Linked DNA regions of Pan troglodytes: all the other regions are linked to region 2. A link is a contact called in public Hi-C and HiChIP or PLAC-seq data. All regions are on one chromosome and are shown on one strand. Each heading gives the region's core, a stretch centred on a gene start, on an enhancer-like site or on the middle of the called end of the contact. The rest is flanking DNA. Distances are from core to core; before and after follow the strand shown. Region 1 holds the start of FGF19 (fibroblast growth factor 19). Region 2 holds the start of FADD (Fas associated via death domain). Region 3 has its middle 54 kb from the start of ANO1.

The links. Hi-C and Micro-C count contacts between places; a contact is called where the count stands out from the background. HiChIP or PLAC-seq counts read pairs in DNA pulled down with a chosen protein or histone mark.
Region 1: a contact with region 2 is called in an H3K4me3 HiChIP or PLAC-seq map of stem cell-derived excitatory neurons, with 16 times the contacts expected there. The contact joins the promoter of FGF19 here to the promoter of FADD in region 2. A contact is called at or near these places in 2 of 7 Hi-C or Micro-C datasets (induced pluripotent stem cells and stem cell-derived neural progenitor cells), 1 of 1 datasets of contacts at active chromatin or transcription factors (stem cell-derived excitatory neurons) and 1 of 1 other capture datasets (stem cell-derived neural stem cells).
Region 3: a contact with region 2 is called in a Hi-C map of induced pluripotent stem cells, with 4 times the contacts expected there. The contact joins the enhancer-like site here to the promoter of FADD in region 2. A contact is called at or near these places in 5 of 7 Hi-C or Micro-C datasets (blood, induced pluripotent stem cells, a lymphoblastoid cell line and 1 more), 1 of 1 datasets of contacts at active chromatin or transcription factors (stem cell-derived excitatory neurons) and 1 of 1 other capture datasets (stem cell-derived neural stem cells).

The regions. Positions count from the first base shown.
Region 1 is chr9:71,758,653-71,761,961 of NHGRI_mPanTro3-v2.0_pri, forward strand. It overlaps FGF19 (fibroblast growth factor 19), which reads right to left and starts at 2,011. Exons shown (of 3, transcript XM_016922440.4): 1 at 1,634-2,011; 2 at 1,250-1,353. The coding sequence starts at 1,865.
Region 2 is chr9:72,258,505-72,261,546 of NHGRI_mPanTro3-v2.0_pri, forward strand. FADD (Fas associated via death domain) reads left to right here and starts at 1,483. Exons shown (of 2, transcript XM_508611.8): 1 at 1,483-2,033. The coding sequence starts at 1,748. The region is part of intron 3 of LOC107967138 (a long non-coding RNA gene); the gene reads right to left.
Region 3 is chr9:71,968,746-71,971,815 of NHGRI_mPanTro3-v2.0_pri, forward strand. No RefSeq gene overlaps it. Among named protein-coding and RNA genes, the nearest start is that of ANO1, 54 kb to the right of the region's middle. Within about 2 kb of position 1,631, at least 1 of the 24 cell types and tissues checked has an H3K27ac peak or open chromatin away from gene starts, as enhancers often do. A contact at or near this core is called in induced pluripotent stem cells, where this site is marked.

The DNA of each region.
Region 1 (3,309 bases), core at 761-3,260, 500 kb before region 2:
ACCCAACCCCCAATTTGGGCAGAATGGCGGGTTAGGTTGACGTCCCCTGCTGGCCTCCCATCATTAGGAACCCCCACACCCCCCGCCATAGTAAATGTCAAAATTAAAGTTGCAAGGGTGGGTTTGGAGCGGCTCTGGGTGGGAGTCAGCGTCCAGCGTGCCGACCACCCCCTTTCCCTGCAGTCCTCTCACGCAGGACTCCGCCATAAAACCTGAAACGGGCGCTCTGAGTACACGGAGCACGGCAGAGGCACCGAGCAATTTTGAGACTCTAAAATGCTTTGTCCCGCTGTTCACAAAGGAGCTGGTTGGGCCGGAGGCGGCCCCGCCTCTGCATCCTTTCTGGGGTGGGGGCCCCGGGCAGGCGCGGCCACCCCCGCCCTGGCCCCTGCTCCGCCAGGGAGTCCGGGGCTGCGTGTGAGGCCTGCGCGGGCCGAGACCTCACACAGCCTCCTCTGCGCGCGGGGCCGCGGGAGGGGCGCGGGTTCGTTCCTTTGAACTCCCAGCCTTTGTTCCCCGCCACCAGAGCCCCAGCACTCGTACACTTCCGGCCTCGGGACCTCTGCGGTTACCTGGGCCTTCCCTGCCAGCCCCCACCCCCTGCCCCCACCAGAAAGCGTTTACAGGACAGGTGAGGCCCGCAGGAGGAAAAGCACTCCCCTGGCGCAACATGACTCCAGCGCATCTGCGTCTAAGCCACACCATGCTCCTGGTAGATTAAAAATTAATTCTAAAAAAAAAACAATCTCTCCTATCCCAAATGCACTGTTTTCTGCCTTGCTTGACAATTGATTTGTTTTTAAAGGAAAGTTATGAGTAGATCCTCTTTTTTCTTTCCCATTCTTTTTTTCTTCTTTTATACTGGAGGGAGGGAAACGGAGGCGAGGACCACACACACGCAGGCAGAGGCTGAAAAGGCCCGAGGTGGGTTTTCCTGTTTAATATCAAAGGAGGCCGAATAATGGGTTTCCTCGGTCCGGCTAGGCCGGCCTTTGACTCAATTGGAAATGCAAAGGCAGCTTTTGCCTATTCTCTGGCTGCTGGCTGAGACCCTAAATTTCCGTAGGAAATCGTCGGACATGCACTTAATCGGTCTTTGCAATCTTTCCCTCGAAGTTGCACGCGGGTCTGGGCGGAGGAGGCGAGGAAACCCTGGATTCGAACCAGCGCCTTTCTCTCCTTCAGGCCTCCGCCCGGGGACAGGCGCCGGTCCCCCGCCCCGGCGCATCCGCCCCGTGGGGACACTTACCAGCCCCTGCATCTTGCCGTCGGCGCCCATGCAGAGGTACCGCACGCTGTGCACGCCCTTGATGGCCACGGTCCGCAGAGCGACTGCCTTGATCTCCAGCAAACCTAGGCGCAGGGGAAGCGAGAAGCTGCAGCAGGGACCGCTGGGCCCGCACCACGTGGGTGCGGTCGGTCCACGAGCCTGTGCTTCTCCCTAGCGTCCCGCGCTGTTTGGGGACTAAGGGAGGGATCCTAACGTCCAGGTGCCAAAACCTGGGGTTCCCGGGAGTTGAGGGGTCCGCAGGAGCCTAAGGGTGGCAAAGGAAGGAAGGGCGCTGGGGTGGGGTGCGCGCAGCAGGGTGGGGTGCGCGCGGCGGGGCGGGCGGGGGTGCTGGCGAGAACTCACTGTGCGCGCTCTGGCCCCGCGCGCAGTCCACGACGCCGTCCGCACGGATGCGCAGGAAGCAGCTGGAGAGCCCGTGGGGGCCGGAGGTGTACAGGTGCCGCAGGCGGATGGGGTCGCCCCAGCCGTAGTGCACGTGGGGCCCCGCGTCCGAGAAGGCGAGGGGGCGCCCGGCCACGGCCAGCCAGAGGCCGGCCAGGATCCAGACGTGGACCACCACACACCCGCTCCGCATGGCACCTCCCTGGGGCTCTCGGCGCAGCTCCGGCGATGGGGGTGCGGGAGGCTGGGCGGCGACCGGGATGCGCTGCGGGGCTGTGAGTGCCGGGTTGGGATGGTCGTGGCCCTAGATCCTGGACGCAGCGCTCCTGCTCTGACGGCGCGGCGGCTCCGGGCCGGCAGCCTTATATAGTAGCGCCTTACGGGCCCCACGGGTAGGTGCCCAAGACACCCGAGCATTTCTTATCGGGATTGCATCAAGCCTCCGCCCCCCGCACACACCCACTCACACCCCGCCTCCGGCCCCAGCCCCAGCCCCCTCCCCGGGCCCGGGCAGGCAGGCGGCGGCTTCTTGTCCCAGCCGGGGTGACCCCGCCCAGGCCGTTCGGATCTGCGGGAGGAGGAGGCCTCGCTTAGCGGCCGGGTTTCGGGGAACTCCTCCCCACCGCGCAGCGGCCCCGAGGTTCTTGGCTGGGAGAGTTTGACTTTGTAAAGCAATCGACAACTGGGGCCCTTCCCCCAGGCCTCAGGCTCCCAGTGGATGCACTCGGCGTGGGGCACTAGCGGGGGCGGGGTCAGGAACCCCGGGACCAGAGGTTGGGGGGCACCGAGTTTTGCCCCCTTCACCCTCTGTCGGGAAAAGCCTCACCTCGGCCTTAGTGCCCTTCCCCTTAAAAGCCCACTCGCACTCCCTCCCCCGACTTTCGCAGCCCCGCACATCTGACGTCAAAGCCGTCCCGTAGAATTTTCCCCCGCAGTTCCGACAGTCTCAGGTTCTCTCAGCTTCATCTTCTTGCAATTCCTGCCCCGCCCCTTTTATCCGGGTAAATTGCCCCCCGACGGGGGGCCGGGCGCGCTCTCGGCCGGCGGGGAAACAATGGAAGCCGCGCGGACTGTAGGTGGCGCCGCAGCCTCGGCGTCCGCCTGGGCTTTGCGCTCCTGGCCCCGCGCCCCTGCCTGCTCCGCGCTCGCCCCGGCCCCGCGGCTGTGCGCGAGATGCAACCTGAAAGGGGGCACTGGGAAGGAGGCTCTCGGGCAGGGTGGGCGGGCCAGCTGCGGGATTGGTGAACCCCAGCTTCTCGGCTGGAGGGTGGTGGAGGCAGGGGCGCAGGGAGGGAGGCCTGGGCCTCCGTTTCCCGGTTTTTGAGCTGTCTTGTGTCGGGGGTCTGGTTTTTGAGTCCCCGAGTCCCTGCGCACGGGGGCAGGAGGAACAGCACGGTCGGGGAGGTCGAGAGCGCCTTACCTGGTGGGGAGGGGTCGGGAAGGGGCCCAGGAACGGTGATGGGCGCCCCTGGCGTCCGGGCAGGTGCCAGGTGAGGAAAGAAATGGGGGCCGCTCCATGAAGCGGTTCCTGCAAATAAAGAAAACGACATCCAGAGAATACCCAGGCGGGGAATAAAGGGGTCCTCCTACGGGGCTTTGGTTTAACTCTAATTATTTCTTGTTATTCTTCCAAACCC
Region 2 (3,042 bases), core at 233-2,732:
GAATTGGCAAATCCATAGATTTTAAAAAGTAGATTCGGCAGGGCACAGTGGCTCACGCCTGTAATCCCAGCACTTTGGGAGGCTGAGGCTCACTTGAGGTCAGGAGTTCAAGACCAGCCTGGCCAACATGGTGAAACCCTGTCTCTACTAAAATACAAAAATTAGCCAGGCATGGTGGCAGGCACCTGTAATCCCAGCTACTCAGGAGACTGAAGCAGGAGAATTGTTTGAACCCGGGAGGTAAAGGTTGCAGTGAGCCCAGATCGCACCACTGCACTCCAGCCTGGCCATAGAGCGAGACTCTGTCTCAAAAAAGCAAAAAAAAAAAAAAAAAGAAAGAAAGAAAAAGTAGATTCGTGGTTGGTGGGGGAGGGGAGGAGTACATGCTAATGGGTTTCTTCTTGGGGTGATGAAAATGTCCTAAAGTTAGACAGCAGTAAGGGTTGCACAACCTTGTGACTACACTAAAAACCACTGAAGTGTGACTTTAAAAGGGTCAATTGAATGGTATGTGAATTATATCTCAAGAAAACAAACTCAGCTGGCATCACCCCCTGCCCCACCCTGTGGTAAAGCTGGGTCCTTGTTGGCTGGTGAGGGCTCTCCTAATCTGCACCCCCTCCTCACCTCCAAACCCACGGCATTGCTGCTCCTGGAACCCCAGCCACACCTAGGTACCCGGCCCCTCCCAGCCTTCACCTGCGCCTTTACAGAGGCCCCATCAGACCACCGGGCCCCCCACCCTCCACACGCCCACCCCGTGAAGAGACTCCCTTTCCCCTGGCTCTTCTGAATTTCTGGCATACTATACGATTTCCTTATTTTTCCTTATTTTTATTTTTTAATAGAGACGGGGTCTCACTATGTTACCCAGGCTGGTCTCGAACCCCTTGTCTCAATCAATCCTGCCTCAGCCTCCCAAAGTGCAGGCATTGCAGGCTGAGCCACCACAGCCGCCACGACCTTCTCTTCTGGAGCGTGTCGCTTTTGTAATTATGATGTAAACTCCGGGCACGCGGGGACCCTCGCGCTTCGCTCACTAATTTGTCCCCAGACCCTACTACCTGGCACAGTAGGCGCTCAATACTGTTGATTGAATAAACGACTGCTACTTTGGAAATCATGTATTATTTAAATCACATGTTTAAACGCACATAAACTTCTGAGTAGTGTTTTCTGCACACACAAGATGTCTCCAGGGGTACCAAAGAATGCATTTTCCACGTTTGTCCCTAAACGTTAATGCATAAGTAACCTTGGTCACCAACAGATGTGAGGGCACGTGACGTTCGGGCTGCGCCCTCCCCGCCCCGGCCCTGCACACAGTAGGGCCGCACCGCGCTTTGCAAACAGGTGGACTCGGCAGAGGCGCGACCGCCCTCACCGCAGAGAGCTGGGCCACCTGCAGACTCTCAGGACACCCAAGGCCCCACCTCCCACCCGGAAAAGAGACGATACGCCGGGCGCAGGCGCAGAAGCCGCGCCCGTCCGCGGCGCCGCCAGCCAGGGCGGAAACGGCAACGGCTTCGCTAGGGACGCATGCGCGGGTCCCTTAGTTTTCGCGAGATAACGGTCGAAAACGCGCTCTTGTCGATTTCCGGTAGTGAATCAGGCGCCGCAGTGCAGGGTCGGGGGTGGAATCCTTGGGCCGCTGGGCAAGCGGCGAGACCTGGCCAGGGCCAGCGAGCCGAGGACAGCGGGCGCGCGGAGGGCCGGGCCGCAGCCCCGGCCGCTTGCAGGCCCCGCCATGGACCCGTTCCTGGTGCTGCTGCACTCGGTGTCGTCCAGCCTGTCGAGCAGCGAGCTGACCGAGCTCAAGTTCCTATGCCTCGGGCGCGTGGGCAAGCGCAAGATGGAGCGCGTGCAGAGCGGCCTGGACCTCTTCTCCATGCTGCTGGAGCAGAACGACCTGGAGCCCGGGCACACCGAGCTCCTGCGCGAGCTGCTCGCCTCCCTGCGGCGCCACGACCTGCTGCGGCGCGTCGACGACTTCGAGGCGGGGGCGGCGGCCAGGGCCGCGCCTGGGGAAGAAGGTGGGCGCGGGGCCGGGCCGGTGGAGCCAGGGCCTGGTCGCCCGGCTGTAGGTGCTGCGAGGCTCCTCCGGTTGGCTTCCAGGCGCCTCCCCTTTGCCGGGTTTGATTTGCGTGGGTTTTCTCCGTACAGCCCTGGTTTTGCAGATGGGAGAGCCAGAAACGCAGAAAAGTTAACTTATTCGAGGTTGCAGGGCGTGGACACGCACAGTCCTTTTTCCTCCACCCCCTTCTGCCCGGGTAAATTAGAAAACTCACTGAAGAAAAGATGAGTCAGAGAAGGTGTGGGGGAGGGGCAGAGGTTGGGTGAGCCTGCCTCGCATCATTTCCTTTCTGTCTCGGAATATGCTTTTCACGGCTGTCTGAGAGTAATACTAGCATTCAGTAACTCCTACCCAGGGGCTTACAGTGTGCCGCTTACCCTTGTAACTGCCAAATACAATTTTCGCAGTAGCCCTGTGGCTTAGATACTGTTAGCTATCACTGTTCCCATTTTACAGAGGACAGGACTGTGGCTCACAGGTTAAGTGGCGTTGCCGAAATGCGCAGCCGATAACTGACGGAGCTAGGCTTGAGCCAAGCAGTCCGGCCTCCGGATGGGTGGTGTTAGCCACTGCACTGCCTCTCTGGTCAAGTTCATTGTGGAGTGGCTTCCTGTCCTGCTCTCGGTCACTCCCTCTCCACCCTCGCCTGTGGATTGCAGCAGCTTCCAGGATAAAAAAGAAACTCTGAGTACAGCAGAGTTTCTCAGCCCTACCCCCCTTGTTCTCAGAGTCGGGAGAGGCTTGGGAGTGCTCTGGGGACGCCTCTCAGAGGCTTCAAGCTGTAGCTTGGAATCAGCCATTCAGTCACCAATCAGATAGGGCCTAAATGTGTCACCATGGGTTTCACTCTGTAAGGACTGGTGCCTGTTGAGGACAGGATGGACAGAACAGCTCTCTGCCTGAGAGCAGTCAAGTCCAGATTTTAAAAAAACATCAGTACTGAACAAACAAAACAGGACGTAGAAAAA
Region 3 (3,070 bases), core at 381-2,880, 290 kb before region 2:
AAGCAGAGCTGGCAGCCTGGAGATCCCTGATTCTCTCCTCCCTAGTGGGGGACAGGAGGTGGCGGGGGCTGCAGCGGCCCCAGAGAGCAGGGCAGAGCAGAGTGCTGGGCCCAAGCAGGAAGGATGGGTTTCACTCGGGAGCTGCAGGCACCGCACCTCGCAGGACTCACTTTGACCACAGTGGGAGGATGCATCGGCCCCAGGGAGGCCAATGGGGAGGCCAGCGTGAGCTCCAGCGGAGGTGCTGGCACCCGGACCTGGGGCTGGGCGCGGGGATGGTGGGAAGCAAGCATTTAGATTCAGGGGGTTGAGTGCCCAGGGTGGGGGTGTTGGGGGATGTGGCCCTGAAATGCCAGCTGGTTTTGGCTCTGGGCCAGGCCAGGGGCTGAGGGGGATGGACCCAGGACAAGAGTCCCATGCCCCACCTGGCTTTCCTGCAGGGGGAGTCCAGGCAGAGAGGCACAGTTTTCTGGCTCCAGTGAAGCGGGGGCCGGCAGTGTCTTCTGCTGGGATGCGATAGAGATGTAAACAGACAACTAACAAGATAATTAAGTAAAACGTGTGGCGATGACAACAAACAGGATATTCCATAAGGAATGGGGGCCTTGGGTGAAGGTGGCCCAGAAGGCGAAGTGGGTTTGGAGGGAGGGTGCTGGTTCCGCTTTGGGAAGACACAGAACTCAGGTTCCAGAGGACACACAGGCGGGACCTCCCAGTGGGCAGTTAGACCAGCGGACCCCAGCCGGGGGAGCGACCTTCACATCTGCTCTCCCTGCTGTGGCCCTGCTGGGGCCACAGTGTGCACACTGCCATCTGCTGCCCACCTAACAGTGGCCTCTGTTAGGTGCCCACTCTGGCCCTTCCCCCTCATCCCCTACTATGTGGAGCCACGTCGTCCCAGCCCCAGCACTGGCCCTGAGTCCCCTGGCCTTGGCCCAGCTGGCCTGGCTAGGACGCCATGTAGGGCAGTGTCTCCTGAGGACGGAACCTGCACTTGGTCACCCTCAGGGATGCCTGGCACACAGTTGGCGCTCAGTACATGTCCGATGAATGAGAGCCGCTCCGTGGACATGCGGCAGAGGCAGCACATACCAAGCCATCCCCTGGCTGGAACAAGGGCCCAGGTGGGGCGTGGATCACTTGCCCTGGTGTCCACCCGACTTGACCCCAGGCCTGGCCCAGAGCCAAAACCAGCTGGCATTCCAGGGCCACAGACCCAAGACCCTAAAGTCCACCCTGGCTGTCTCCATCAAGCATCTCCTGTTTGTCCAGAGCTGTGAGCCCAGGGCAGGTGAAAGAGGCCGAGCCACAGCCCTGCCGTGGGCCCAGGCTGGTGCACGAGTGGGTCACGCAGCAGAGGGAGAACCGGATGTGGTCTCTAAATGGAGTTATGCGTTGAGGGACTCGGATGGCACCAAGGCACACGGGGGAGCCGGTGTGGACTCTAGAGCAGGGCGGTGCTGTGCCGAGGAGGGTGCTGTGCTGGAGAGCAGCTCCCTGCCTCCCATGATGGAAACCGAGGCCGGGGCAATCCCAGAGGAGGCTGCTGCAGCATTAGGGGACCCGCTGTGGCTCTCACCAACCCGGTGGCCCCCGGGAGGACTCTGGCCTCCGGGCAGGGCTTGTGAGGAGTGAGAAGACGGGGTGCACACTGCCATCTGCTGCCCATGCAATGGGGCGCACACTCCCAGGCACCACGTGGTAGGACCTGATTCGGATGCAGCTCCTGGGTTCACAAACTTTGAATTTGGGCCCTGGGAGGAGGTGACTGCTCCCTTCCCTTAGTGATAACAACTTCCAGGGCCCTGCTGGGTGGCCCCTTCGGCTGGTGGGCTCAAGGGACTGCAGGGAGCGGGTGGGCCACCGGCCATCTTGCTGCCAGCTGGGCCCTGCTCCTGCCCCCACAGAAGCTCCAAGTCACACCTTTCGGGGTGAGATCCCAGATCCTGCATCTCGGGGCTAGAAAGGGACCCCTCTAAGAAACCCAGCAGGTCCCTGGGACTCCACCCCAACCTCTTGCTTCCTGCCAGGAGGTAAACCTCAGGCTTTCCTATCCCCAATGTCTGGATAAGGAAACAATCTCAGCTATCTTGTTAGTTGTCTATTTACATCTCTGTTATGTCCCAGAGGTTCGGCACCTGGGGGGCACTTGCCAGGAACCAGGCTGGAACCCAGATCCCGGGCCCTGTTGCAGTGCCTGAATTGTGGGCCAACTGCTGCCCGAGACTCCCACACAGGCACCCCGAGGCCCACTCACTCACCAGGGGACCTCACAGGATTCCTTGGGACTCGAGGACCCCCAAGAGCCCCATCTCTGGGGCAGGAACTCCCCAGGGGCCGTGGGACAGCCAGTAGCATCATCGGTTCACTGGGCAGATGGTGACGGCTCACCGCCCCTGAGTGCCCAGGTACTGGGCTAGGCAGAGAAGGCAGGAGCCTCCCTGAGTCCCTCCTCCTTACGGCCCCACAGTCCTGCCCCACCCCACCCCTGCCAAATGGGACTCTTTGGGGCTGACCCCCAGGGACCCTAGTTTTTATGATCTCCCACCTAAGTGGGAACATGGGCCAACATGATGGGGCAGGTGTGGCTGGGACCCAGGCCTGGGCTCCCCCAGGCTCCTCCTTGGATCTGAAGCCAGATCCACCGATGGGAAATAAGCCCTTTGGAGCATGATGTTGCCGGGGAGGGGGTTGTGGGGACAGGAGATGATAAGGCACCCACACTCCGGGGGTCCACCCTGTAGAAACTCTGAGACCCACCTCTCTGTGACCATCAGGCTCTCCCTGGCCAGAAGCAGGGAGCAGCGTCCAGGCTGGGCCCAGCCCTGCAGCCCCAAGGCTCTCACTGGGAACACAGGGTCTCAGGCTAAAATAGGTGGAGCCCCTCAGCCGAGCTCAGGAGCCCTTGGGCAGCACTGGGAGCTGCTGGAGCCAGCGCCTTGTCTTCCCTCTACCTGTCTAGGCCCCAGAAGGCTGCAGCCAGGGAGGGGGCTGGGCATCTTAAGGAGGGCTGGCTCTCTCTAGCAGAGTCCTGGGAGAAGAGGCCAGGGCCTTCACCGACAACGCAGCA